Regions from separate parts of the Siniperca chuatsi genome. Here region 2 is linked to region 1. A link is a contact called in public Hi-C data. All regions are on one chromosome and are shown on one strand. The core of a region is the stretch at or near the end of the contact, and the rest is flanking DNA. Distances in the headings are between cores, read along the strand shown.

The links. A called contact is a pair of places that touch in the nucleus more often than the background predicts.
Region 2: a Hi-C map of liver shows a contact between it and region 1, with 4 times the contacts expected there. The contact joins the enhancer-like site here to the promoter of vegfab in region 1. A contact is called at or near these places in 3 of 3 Hi-C or Micro-C datasets (liver, skeletal muscle and an unstated tissue).

The regions. Positions count from the first base shown.
Region 1 is chrLG16:12,807,706-12,813,191 of ASM2008510v1, reverse strand. It overlaps vegfab (vascular endothelial growth factor Ab), which reads right to left and starts at 3,001. Exons shown (of 7, transcript XM_044168691.1): 1 at 1,441-3,001. The coding sequence starts at 1,494.
Region 2 is chrLG16:12,845,516-12,851,001 of ASM2008510v1, reverse strand. No RefSeq gene overlaps it. Among protein-coding and RNA genes, the nearest start is that of LOC122863353, 9.5 kb to the left of the region's middle. Within about 2 kb of position 2,856, the one cell type or tissue checked has an H3K27ac peak away from gene starts, as active enhancers do. A contact at or near this core is called in liver, where this site is marked.

The sequences.
Region 1 (5,486 bases), core at 1,752-4,251:
CCTTGGCAACGCGAATTAATAACAGTTGCCATTAAAACCGGTAAGAACTTCAGCCTGCTACTTTGCCACACAGGGGGTAGCTGTCACCACACCAGTCGGACCACAAAGGATTTTGGCAATTTTCCATCCGTGCGCGCATTACGCACAGCTTTCTCTTGCATTCACACACGCGCACGACCGCGCGCCCCCCTTCTCGCTCTCTCTAGTTCTCTCTCTCTCTCGTTTTCTCTCAGACAGGCGCGCGCAACCCGCGCAATATCTCGCCAATATTGCGTGAGACCCAGTCCTGTAGCATCGGCTTGTATTCAGTGAGAAACTTTTTTCCATTTCTTAATGAAACGTTTAAAAAAGGAGTCTCGTTGTGTGGGTGCCGCAGTCTCCACCCCCTTCTGGTGGCGTGAGAGGATCTAACCTTGTGGTCTGAGAGACCCCAGCCCTTCAAAACACTATATACTGTATAATTAATGGGTGGGTGTCAAGCTGCGAACACCGACCCCTAAACCGAGTGATGATAGGCCGACTGATGATGAGCAGCTGAGACAGCATCCTGATCATGTTCAGCGTTGATTGGGTGGCTTAGCTGTCATTAAATCAACCAGTTAGTTGAATAAACACGTTACTGGACTCTAGAGGGGGAATATTTCATTAACTTGGGGTAGAGATGTTCGAAGGGGAACTAAGTTGCAACCTAAAACATCCTTGCTTCCTTTGAGGTGGCGAACTCAGAAAGAATCCTTCAAAGTCCAATCATGTCGCTGGAAAATATGCAGCCTCCTAATGAAGTGGTGTGCTGCTGTATTTTTTTCACCTTGAAACCTTTGCTCAAAGCCTCCCTGGGGACACTGCACTTGATTAATGATTATATGGAAAGCGATTTACAGTGCACTCTCAAACGGCCATTAAAATTCCCGAGTCAACCTGATTCATCTGTAATGCTTGTTTTAAAAAAATCTGAAACCGAATGTTAAGTTTCAGTGTGAAAAGTAGTATGTCTTCTTACTGAAGCAGGCTAAACCATGGGAGTAGTCTCAGTGCCAGCAGTGAACCTGCTCACATGTCCTAATTCAGAATGGAGCCACTGCGCCTTTAAAGCGTAATAATATCTCCAAGGTGGTTTAAAAGCAGGCCTGCAATCACCCACCGTCAAACTTTACAACATTATTTAAAAATCATCACATATACCGCATTTGCAACACAAAAAGCGCACCACCCACGAGTGTGTGGGTTAGGTTTATATAGTGTCGGCTTTGCGTAATGGCTGTTTAAATCTCCCCAAAACCACTAAACATTTCAGCTTGTTTAAACACGAGCGATGACCTAGCCAGAGGAAAGGCAAGGGCGAGCTACACATTAATGACCAGTGGTTACATTTCGCAAATAGAGGTCGATTGGTGTTCTTTCTTTTTTGTCCAGTTTGCTCGCTGGGAACACACGACTCACCTTGACAGCTGACAGCGTCAAAAATAATAGAGTCAAACTGTCAATAAAGTTCATGGTGTTGGAAATCCAATCCAAAGGCAGGCGACGTTTCAAAATCCAAGAAGCCAATGTGGCGATTTGTTCTCAAACAAGAGCAAGTATAACAACAACAACACAAGAGAACCGGCTAAAACTTCTCTAAATAAGGGGCAGGGGGTTGTAATGGCAAATCCATGTTGGTCCCGGGGTCGGAGCATACAATCCTTTGCGCATAACTTCTTCCTTCTCAACTGTTGCCAATGGTTTTCAAGATATCCAGAAACACGAGAATCCAAGACGCATAACGTCTCACATTGTTCCGCAGCAGACCTTTATTTTCTTGCAAGGGAATAGCAATCCACATTACAAAATTAATCCCATGCTTGTTGCGCCAGCAGTCTCCAAGTATCTGTCCATTGGAAACTTGTAGCCTACTCCTATGTGCAACTTGAACCAATGGATCAGGATGACGTTCAGTGAAAAAGAAAACCACGCTGAGAGATAGTCGTCCTACAAAACTTTGTCTATGTGCTCCGAGTTTTTTATATTCCTCTGTCACTGGGAACTAAGCAGTCTCTCTGCTTTCTTCGTTAAGACAGAAACGCTTCTGTCTCGGTTTCTCCATACTGTGGCTTAGTGACAATTTAGCAGCCAAGGTCCGGGGACGCAGATGATTGGTGGATCATTAAAGCAGGGTAGGTGTGTCCTCTATGGGCTGATATACGGCACTACACGCTCCTCTTAAGTTTTTTTTTTTTCAAAAGTTTCAACTATTAAGCGTCGACTCATGTGACCACATCAGCAGCAAGCTATTAAAAACGCAGAGCCGAGTTCAGAGGTGCCGGTCTATTTTATTTTTTTATTAGAGAAAAAATAAATGAGGACATCCTGATATTGTGATAACTAAGCCCATCTCAGCGGCTGAAATATCACCCACTGTTTCCAAGCTTTTAATCCATTTCATCATCTCCACAAGTCATGCTCTGGCTGCATCTTTTGCGCAGCTTTAAACGCCAAGATGCACAATCTAACAATATACAACAACTGCACTATGGGTCGTTGTTGTTGCGCTCATAGTTAGGCCTATATACAGTTTTATAGTCCTACAGACCTTGTTGCTGTAGCAAATTATGACCTTGGATGCTCCCCTTGTGTGATTTTTAGCTAAAAAAAATCAATTTCCTTCGCGATGCCTGTTATAAAATATTATATAAAAAAGGCAAAGTGTGTGTTAACTCAGGCTAAGGTAAGGTGAGTGCCACATCTTCTCGTTTCCAGTTGCCCTGGTGATATTAGGACAAATATTTTCCAGTCTTGTGGCTACTCGGGGTTGTTGGAGAGCGTGTGTGTCCAGACACGTAGCCTGCCTGTGTGTATGTGTGCGTGGGCAGGGAAACGTTGCCGTCTCTGATCCGGCACGAGTTGTCGCCGCATTGCTCCCTGTCACCCCGCTGACGGAGAATGGGTTTTTCTGTGTGATGTTCCGGTCTGCAGTTAGCCGTTGGTCAGGCTCTTTTTTCTTCTTCGAGCAAGAGCTGAGACAGCACTGTGAGGAAGAGGAGGGCATACAGAGAAAAAGGGAGTCTTACAATAGTAAAAGTAACGAAGTCTTATCAAATGTAAAATGAGTATGCAGAATGGCCCCTGTTTTATTATTGTATTATTATTATTTATGCAGTAACATGTAAACAGTAGCCTACTTTATGTAGCTGGTTGATATGGAGCAAATTTTCTATAGCAATGCATTGTATTTTATAATCTGATCATATATTTTCTATGCAAAATATAACTTTTTTTTTTACAACATCTGATAAATAAATGTAGTAGAGTAAAATACAAAATAGCATAAAGTCGAAATAAGTACCTCAAAAGTGGACTTAAGTACATTAGCCTACTTGTTACTTTCCACCACTGGAACACGTTTAATTTATTTGGGCTATTGAGGAGAAATTAGTGTTTTATTGTTTTTTCCTGTGCTTGTTATTAGTTAAAAGCCTGATTTTTAAATGCAGTTCTCTCCTTGAGGCAAAAGCTTACTAAAGTGGAAAAATGAAATTCAGTGGAATGAGTTTAAAGGCTTATTTTCTTCATGTGATTTAAATTATAGCCTAAAAGGTAAAAATTTGGACCAAAAATAAAACGTGTGTTTAATATCTCTTAACAATCAAATGTCACATGTCTTTCTTTAACAACTAGCCGATTCAAGTGATGTTTGAATTGCTATGTCTGTAATATTTCTATATAATATGGTTGTGACAGCTCCACATAATAGTGCTGCCCTCTGCTGGACCAAAAGGCCACTGCAGGACTACCCATGTGTCTACCTTGATCTACCTCCAGCACACTGACAGATTGATAGACACCAAGGAAGTGGAAAGAGCTGATAAGTATGTAATGACATAAGTTGGCAGCTATGTGCCTGACATATTAGGCTTGCTTGCTACAACTCATACCTTACCGTGCATATAAATGGAATGAGGGAGAAAAGAAAACAGAGAGAGACAATGAGAGTTCACAGTGGAGAGTATTGAGGCATGATGGAGCAAGAAAGAAGAGAGGCAGAGTGAGTGATAGATAAGGAGAAAGAGAGCTTTTAGGAAGAGAAGGATTCGGCTGTCATGTTACTGGAGCAGTGCTGAGAGGAGCTCCTTGGCTCGGTACCCGTCTGTAGTTTAATTGAAGAATAACACTTGGGTTCATTAGCGGTGTCACCAAGCTCTTGTTTCTGCTGACTCAGAGTGTGTGTGTTTATCTGTGTGTATGTGTGCACTCAAGTGGGCAAGGTTACAATGGATACTGTACATGTATGTGTGTGTGTGAGTGTATTTGTGCTGACTACATACATACATACACATGCGTAAACACACACACTTTAATAAAGTGCTCCTTTCCTAAATGTACAACAAACAGCCTCCCCTGCATCGATCTGCACATTGACGCATGTTTGTAAACGTCATCATGCTACCAGGAAATCAGGATGATTCCTGTCTGTGCTGAGGGGACTGCAAGCACACTTTAATACTACAGCAAACACTCATTGAGCAGTAACTTTGTCAGAAATACAACGCAAAAGAAAATGAATATGTCTTGTTTTGAAGATGCATTTTCGGTGCTAATGTCGGAGACAAATACATTACGTTTCCTGTGGCTTCTTCACAATAAAAGCCACCCCGTGTTTGACCAGTTGAATGCTTTTGATGTGAACTAGCAGCAGTAAGAAATGTTCGGTTAGCATTATCAGTAACTTAATACAGCTCTGATATGGCGTTAGGAGAGTCAACAGTACACATTGAGGTTGATATCAATGAGATAAAATTACAGTAATGCTGGATTACATGCTTGCATCAATTTGACGCCATACGGAAATGGCGGACCCTGCCACTAATAATGAAAACATCTATATAGAGAGATATATACATACATACATTGGACTGGTATTGCTAAAAAAAACGTCATCTGTAAATAGTGTAAACAATGGGTTTTTAAGAATTATAACTTGAATTATGTTTGTTGAATTAGTGATTTTCCCCTGCAGAAACAATACTGTGTGTGTGTGTGTGTGTGTGTGTGTGTGTGTGTGTGTGTGTGAGCATGTGAGGATGAAAGTCACGTTGTTTAAATGTATAATGTAACAGAGGCATTCCATTACCGAAAGCCTAATGGCTGACTGCCACACTCTTTTATCACCTGGCGCCAAATTACACATTCTTCCTCTCTGTTCCCTCTCCTCCTTTCCGCCTTATACACTCCCTTTTGTAAGAAGTGAGTCTTCGCCTCTTGGCGTGTGTTCGTGAGAGCCTAAGCTGCAGGCAAGTCTGTGGAAGGGAGTGATTTGCACAGCAAGGTGCTACTGACCAAGTTATCGGCGTCGACCTCTTCACCAATCTTATATAAATTATCCAGGAATTAACCTTCACTGCGTGCCCCGATAATGTGTTCTGATAACATTCACTGTTAAACACCATGTGACTGAGCTGCATACGCGTGTGCACATTTACACATAGAGCACTTCTGAAACATTAATGAGA
Region 2 (5,486 bases), core at 1,607-4,106, 38 kb before region 1:
TCTTGTGCATAGTATCACCTCTGACCTTGGCTTTAAAACCATGTGTTTGCACAGTCTCAAGATACTGGAGTAATCACATGAATGTGTGCATTGGCATGCATGCTACTGCATATGCGTACGTATGACATGGGTAAACCTGCTTTGCATGACACACACTCTCTCTCTCTTTCTCTCTCTCTCTCTCTCTCTCTCTCTCTCTCTCTCTCTCACACACACACACACACACACACACACACACATATCCCTTCTAGGTCATTTCAGGCCAGATTGGCTGTGTGTATGTCTATGTGTGTATGGGAAAGAGGATCTTTGCCTTCCTTTCTTTCCCTTTCAGTCGTCTCAGATATCTGTTGGCTGGCCGAACACGACGCATCTCTCACTGTCAAGGTCTCCGTCGTTTTGGAACATGACGTGGGAGAGAAGTGAAGGAGTTATAATAGAGAAAAAGAGAGAACAGTGCAAGAAGGATTTGAGCAAAGGAGGAGGGCTGGGGGTGTGGGGGGGCTGCCAAAACTCTATTAGAAGCTGCCAATGATCAAAGGAAGGGGGGACTGTGAGAGATGAGAGAGAGTGAGGGAACGAGTAAGGGAGGGGGGTGAGACGAGGAGCGAGAGCGTTCCTGCTGATGCTCACGTAGGCCCACAGCTGCAGAGAGGCGCAGTTGCCACTTTCGTCTTTGTACCCCCCCAACACTAGCACCAGCACGCCCCTTCAAATTCAAATCAGGAGTTGATCCCCCCCCTCCTTCGGCCAACACACACGTTGTTGTCACGCTGCTATTCACACTCTCTGCCTTGCGCCTCTAAAATCCAACCCAGATGAAGAGGGGATTGAACAGTCATGGCGGAACTGAGGTGGATGGGATGCACACAGGACTTCACATATAGGTCAGAATATGTGCATGGTCTCAAAGGAGGCCACACACACTCAAAACCCCTAAGGTGCTGCCACAGAAAAAGAAAAGTAATTGAGCTGTGTCTCTTTTGTGTCTGCCTCGGTATCTAACATTTACATTCCTGTTTGTGCATTATCACAAAAACTGCAGTTTTGCAGAAAAATGTCTTGCATGCAGATACATTTGAGTCTCTAAGTCTGTGATCATGTTAGTAGCACAATTTCCTGCATGCACAGACACACACAAACACTGGCACTGTGCTCTTCAGCTCATCCTGGTGACATCATCACTTACTCCAGTCCTGCCTGCCTGCATGGCTGGTTGCTGACTCATGACATCACCATCCCAAGGTCTGATCCAAAGCAGAAAAGGTGTTACACTGTTATCTCATCCCTCTGTAAACTAAGCTACTGTAGGATAGTTACATTTTTGCAGGACTAGTTTATCTGGCGTTAGTTTTTTTCTACGTTAGTTGATTTACCTACTGCCAAAACTATTACTAAGATGTTGGAACATCAAAATAGATACATTTTTTTTCAAGAGTGCAGCCACTGCAGTTCGGTTTTTATCCTTGTTTTCTTGTGCTTGCAAATTTTGCATGTTGTGCCCCCCGAAATTACAAACTTTTATGGCAGACAGTAATAACTTTTATATGGTAAGACAGATGTCATCAGGTCAAAGATTCTGGCCTTGACTCAATTTATGTCGTTAATGTGTTTTGGCTTTGTAGGGCAGAACTGATAACTGCACCATATGAATGGTTGTGATGCTTTATTGCTTTAAGTGCAGGTGAGACGGAAAACACGGACCATCCTTCTGGCCTAACTTGCACATTACCATTTAGAGGTCAGTTTGGTGTCACATTAAGCATTGATTTGTCTTTTCCTGTCTGTGGAGATTTCTTGCAGCGATCCAGACTGGATGCCCACCTTTTATTTAAAGCAAACATGGAAGGTCTGCAAGGTATTACTTAACAGGGACTTCTTTGCAGCACCGTTCTTGCCTCTTGTAGTGCATCGTTAACGTCTTTTCCCTCCTACCTTTACTTGCTAATGCATTAGGCAAAGACCAGGCACCCCGCCTCTGGCCACAATGGCTTACATTACACACTTTTCTCTTCTGTTGGACTCTGTGACCCATAAAGCAAAGGACAGTGTGCTTGTTGCAGACTCACTGTGTGATCTCTCCTTTAATCCGAAAGTACTAGGGCATTAAATTCATTTGGAGTCGAACTCTGGACGTCTGGAGGTCGTTCTGTCCTGTTCTGCCGAATAGACTGTTACAGCAGAGAATGTCCTGCTGTCTGTATGGAGACGCTGTTGTTTCAGCTGGAGTGATGATGTGGGGATATGTCTGCTGGTGTATTAGCAAGACATGTACTGTATAGCCAGGGAAATTGTGTTATGTCTGCAACTGTGAAGGCATACAGTTACTCATCTATGTCTCATCATCGATTAAAACTTACACAACATCAGTGCAAAATCTTTTCATGAACAATCAGTTTACACTTCCCTGTCTGTAACCACTAGACTTCATGTAAAATACGTCTGTAGTCGTGATTTTTTATGAATGAATGTCTGGATTTGTCCACCAGTGGCTGCTGTTGACTCAGTAAAACAGACGCGCCTGGTAACTGTTTCCACGACGCTGCTGTGTACGAGGCAGGCTGCACGTTGCCGAGGTGTTGGGTTCGCATGGCAACTGGCCAGGCTGTCAGCTGCCTGCTTACTGGCAGCCTGTGTGGGTCAAAGTCAGAGACTGCAGCTAATACTGCTCTCTCTCTCTCTCATTCACACACAGACAGACACTTTGACCACACACACACACACACACACACACACACACACACACACACACACACACACACACACACACACACAGACAGACACACACACACACACACACACACACACAGCATGATCTCATTTTCTCTCTCTTCTTTGCATTTCACTCTCCTCTCATGTACAGACAAATCCTCTATATTTTGGATCCCACAGCGTACTGTGACCACATTTACCTTCCTGCAGATATACTGTACATCTGTGAGAGAGTGTGTGTGTGTGTCCCGTTCCCTCACTGTATTCCTCTGTTTCAGTGTATTCCCTGTCTGAGGTTTCTGTGTCAGATCCCAAAGTCTTTCTAGGCAGCAGAACAAAACCCCATCTTCACTTTCACTCCATGGAGCAGAGCACAGCCAACAACATAGCAGCAGGATTTGGCCCGAATGGGCTACAAGGAGAATGGTTGGAAAGGACTGGAAAGAGCAGGTGGAGATCTTTGGCAAGTGTGTTTTGCTGGTATGCATGCATGCGTGTGTGTGTGTGTGTGTGTGGTGAGGGACATACGAATAGAAACTTGTCAGATTTCCAGCAGATATTTGATATGCGTTCACACAGAAACAATTTTGTAGGTAACATGATGCCATTTGAGCCGCTGCTGATAATGTATCTATTTTTGGGTAAGGCCACATAATGAAACACAGCATGATGCTGTAGAAACTTTAGAAAGATTAGTTTGCAAAAAGGGGTCATGTGTGGGGGCGGACAATAAAAATAGAGACGTGATCGGTCAACAATGCTTCTCATAACCTTCAGTCTGGTCCGTGAATACACATGTGCATGGTTTTCTGTGCTATTTTTGTCTGTCAGCATTTACACTTTGTCTTTTTTATAAGAGAGCTGGATTATTCTCATCACTATTGTCATCTCTTCTCTCTGAGCTTGTCAGGCTGTCTGTCACCGAGACCACTTTCGCCTGCCTGTTTGTCAGTCTGTTAGTCTGTCACTTGTTCGTACAGTAGCACTGTGATTAACTGTGCCTGTCTTTAAGTGTCCTGAATAGGAGGTCATAGCTTGTCAATCATAATTTAATTTACACCATTGAAATCACCATGGTTTTATTTCCCCTCCTGCTAAACCACAGTGGCTATTTTGCTAGATTATTAGCCCCCTGACCACTTAAATTAATAAAATCTAAAGTTAACAGAAGAGGAGTTATACATAAAAACAAAAACGCTGAAATAGCACAACAAAATAGGCAAATTAAATGTGGGCTCTTAAACATCAGATCTCTGTCATCTAAAGCTGTACTGGTGAACGATTTAATATCAGAGTATCATATTGACTTATTTTGTCTTACTGAAACCTGGCTGGGTCATGAAGAATATGTTAGCCTAAATGAATCCACTCCGCCCAGTCATATTAATACTCATATTCCTTAAGGTACTGGCCGAAGAGGTGGAGTTGCAGCCATCTTCGATTCAAGCCTATTAATCAACCCTAAACCTAAACTAAATTATAACTCATTCGAAAACCTTGTTCTTAGTTTTTCTCACCCAACTTGGAAAACACAACAGCCTATTTGTTATAGTGTACTGCGCTCCTGAGTTTTTATTTGAATTCTCAGATTTTTTATCAAGTTTAGTCCTTAAAACAGATAAAGTGGTTATTGTAGCTGATTTCAATGTTCATTCAATATTCGGAAGCGATCCCATCTGCATTTAATTCAATATTATGTCTCAATATGACAGAGGACTCCTATATTAACTTCAGCCCCTCCCAAATTGACCATCTAGTTGATAGCGCTGCAGGCTCACTGTGAACGACACTTGATTCTATCGCTCCTCTAAAAAAGAAGATAATAAAACAAAGAAGGTTAGCTCCGTTGTATAACCCCCAAACCCGTAATTAAAGCAAACATCACGAAAACTTGAAAGGAAATGGCGTTCCAACAACCTGGAAGAATCCTGTTTAATCTGGCAAGATAGTCTTAAAACATATAGGAAGACCCTACGTAATGCCAGAGCAGCTTACTACTCATCATTAATAGAGGAAAATAAAAACAACCCCAGGTTTCTTTTCAGCACTGTAGCCAGGCTGACAGAGAATCACAGCTCTATTGAACCATGTATTCCTATAGCTCTCAATAACAATGACTTCATGAGCTTCTTTAATGATAGAATTTTAACTATTAGAGAAAAAATTCATCAAGTCCTGCCTTTAACCGTTGCCGACTTGTCTTCAAACACAGGAACCTTGGAAACAGCTGTAGAGCCTGATGTGTGTTTTGGCTGCTTTGCTCCTGTCAACCTTCTTCAGACTTCTGACTTCGACGATTAATTCATCTAAGCCATCAACCTGTCTCTTAGACCCTATTCCAACTAGGCTGCTTAAAGACGTTTTACCCTTAATTAGCACTTCTTTACTGGATATGATCAATCTGTCTTGATTAACAGGCTATGTAACACAGTCCTTTAAAGTAGCTGTAATTAAACCGCTTCTTAAAAAGCCCACTCTTGATCCTGGGGTTTTAGCCAACTATAGACCTATATCTAACCTTCCCTTTCTTTCTAAGATCCTTGAGAAAGCAGTCGCCAATCAGTTGTGTAACTTTCTAAATAACAATAGTTTATTTGAGGATTTTCAGTCTGGGTTTAGAGTGCATCATAGCACAGAGACAGCACTGGTGAAAATTACAAATGACCTTTTTTATTGCATCAGACAATGGACTTGTCTCTGTACTTATCTTGTTAGATCTTAGTGCTGCAATTCAACACCATTGACCACCACATCCTATTACAGAGACTGGAACT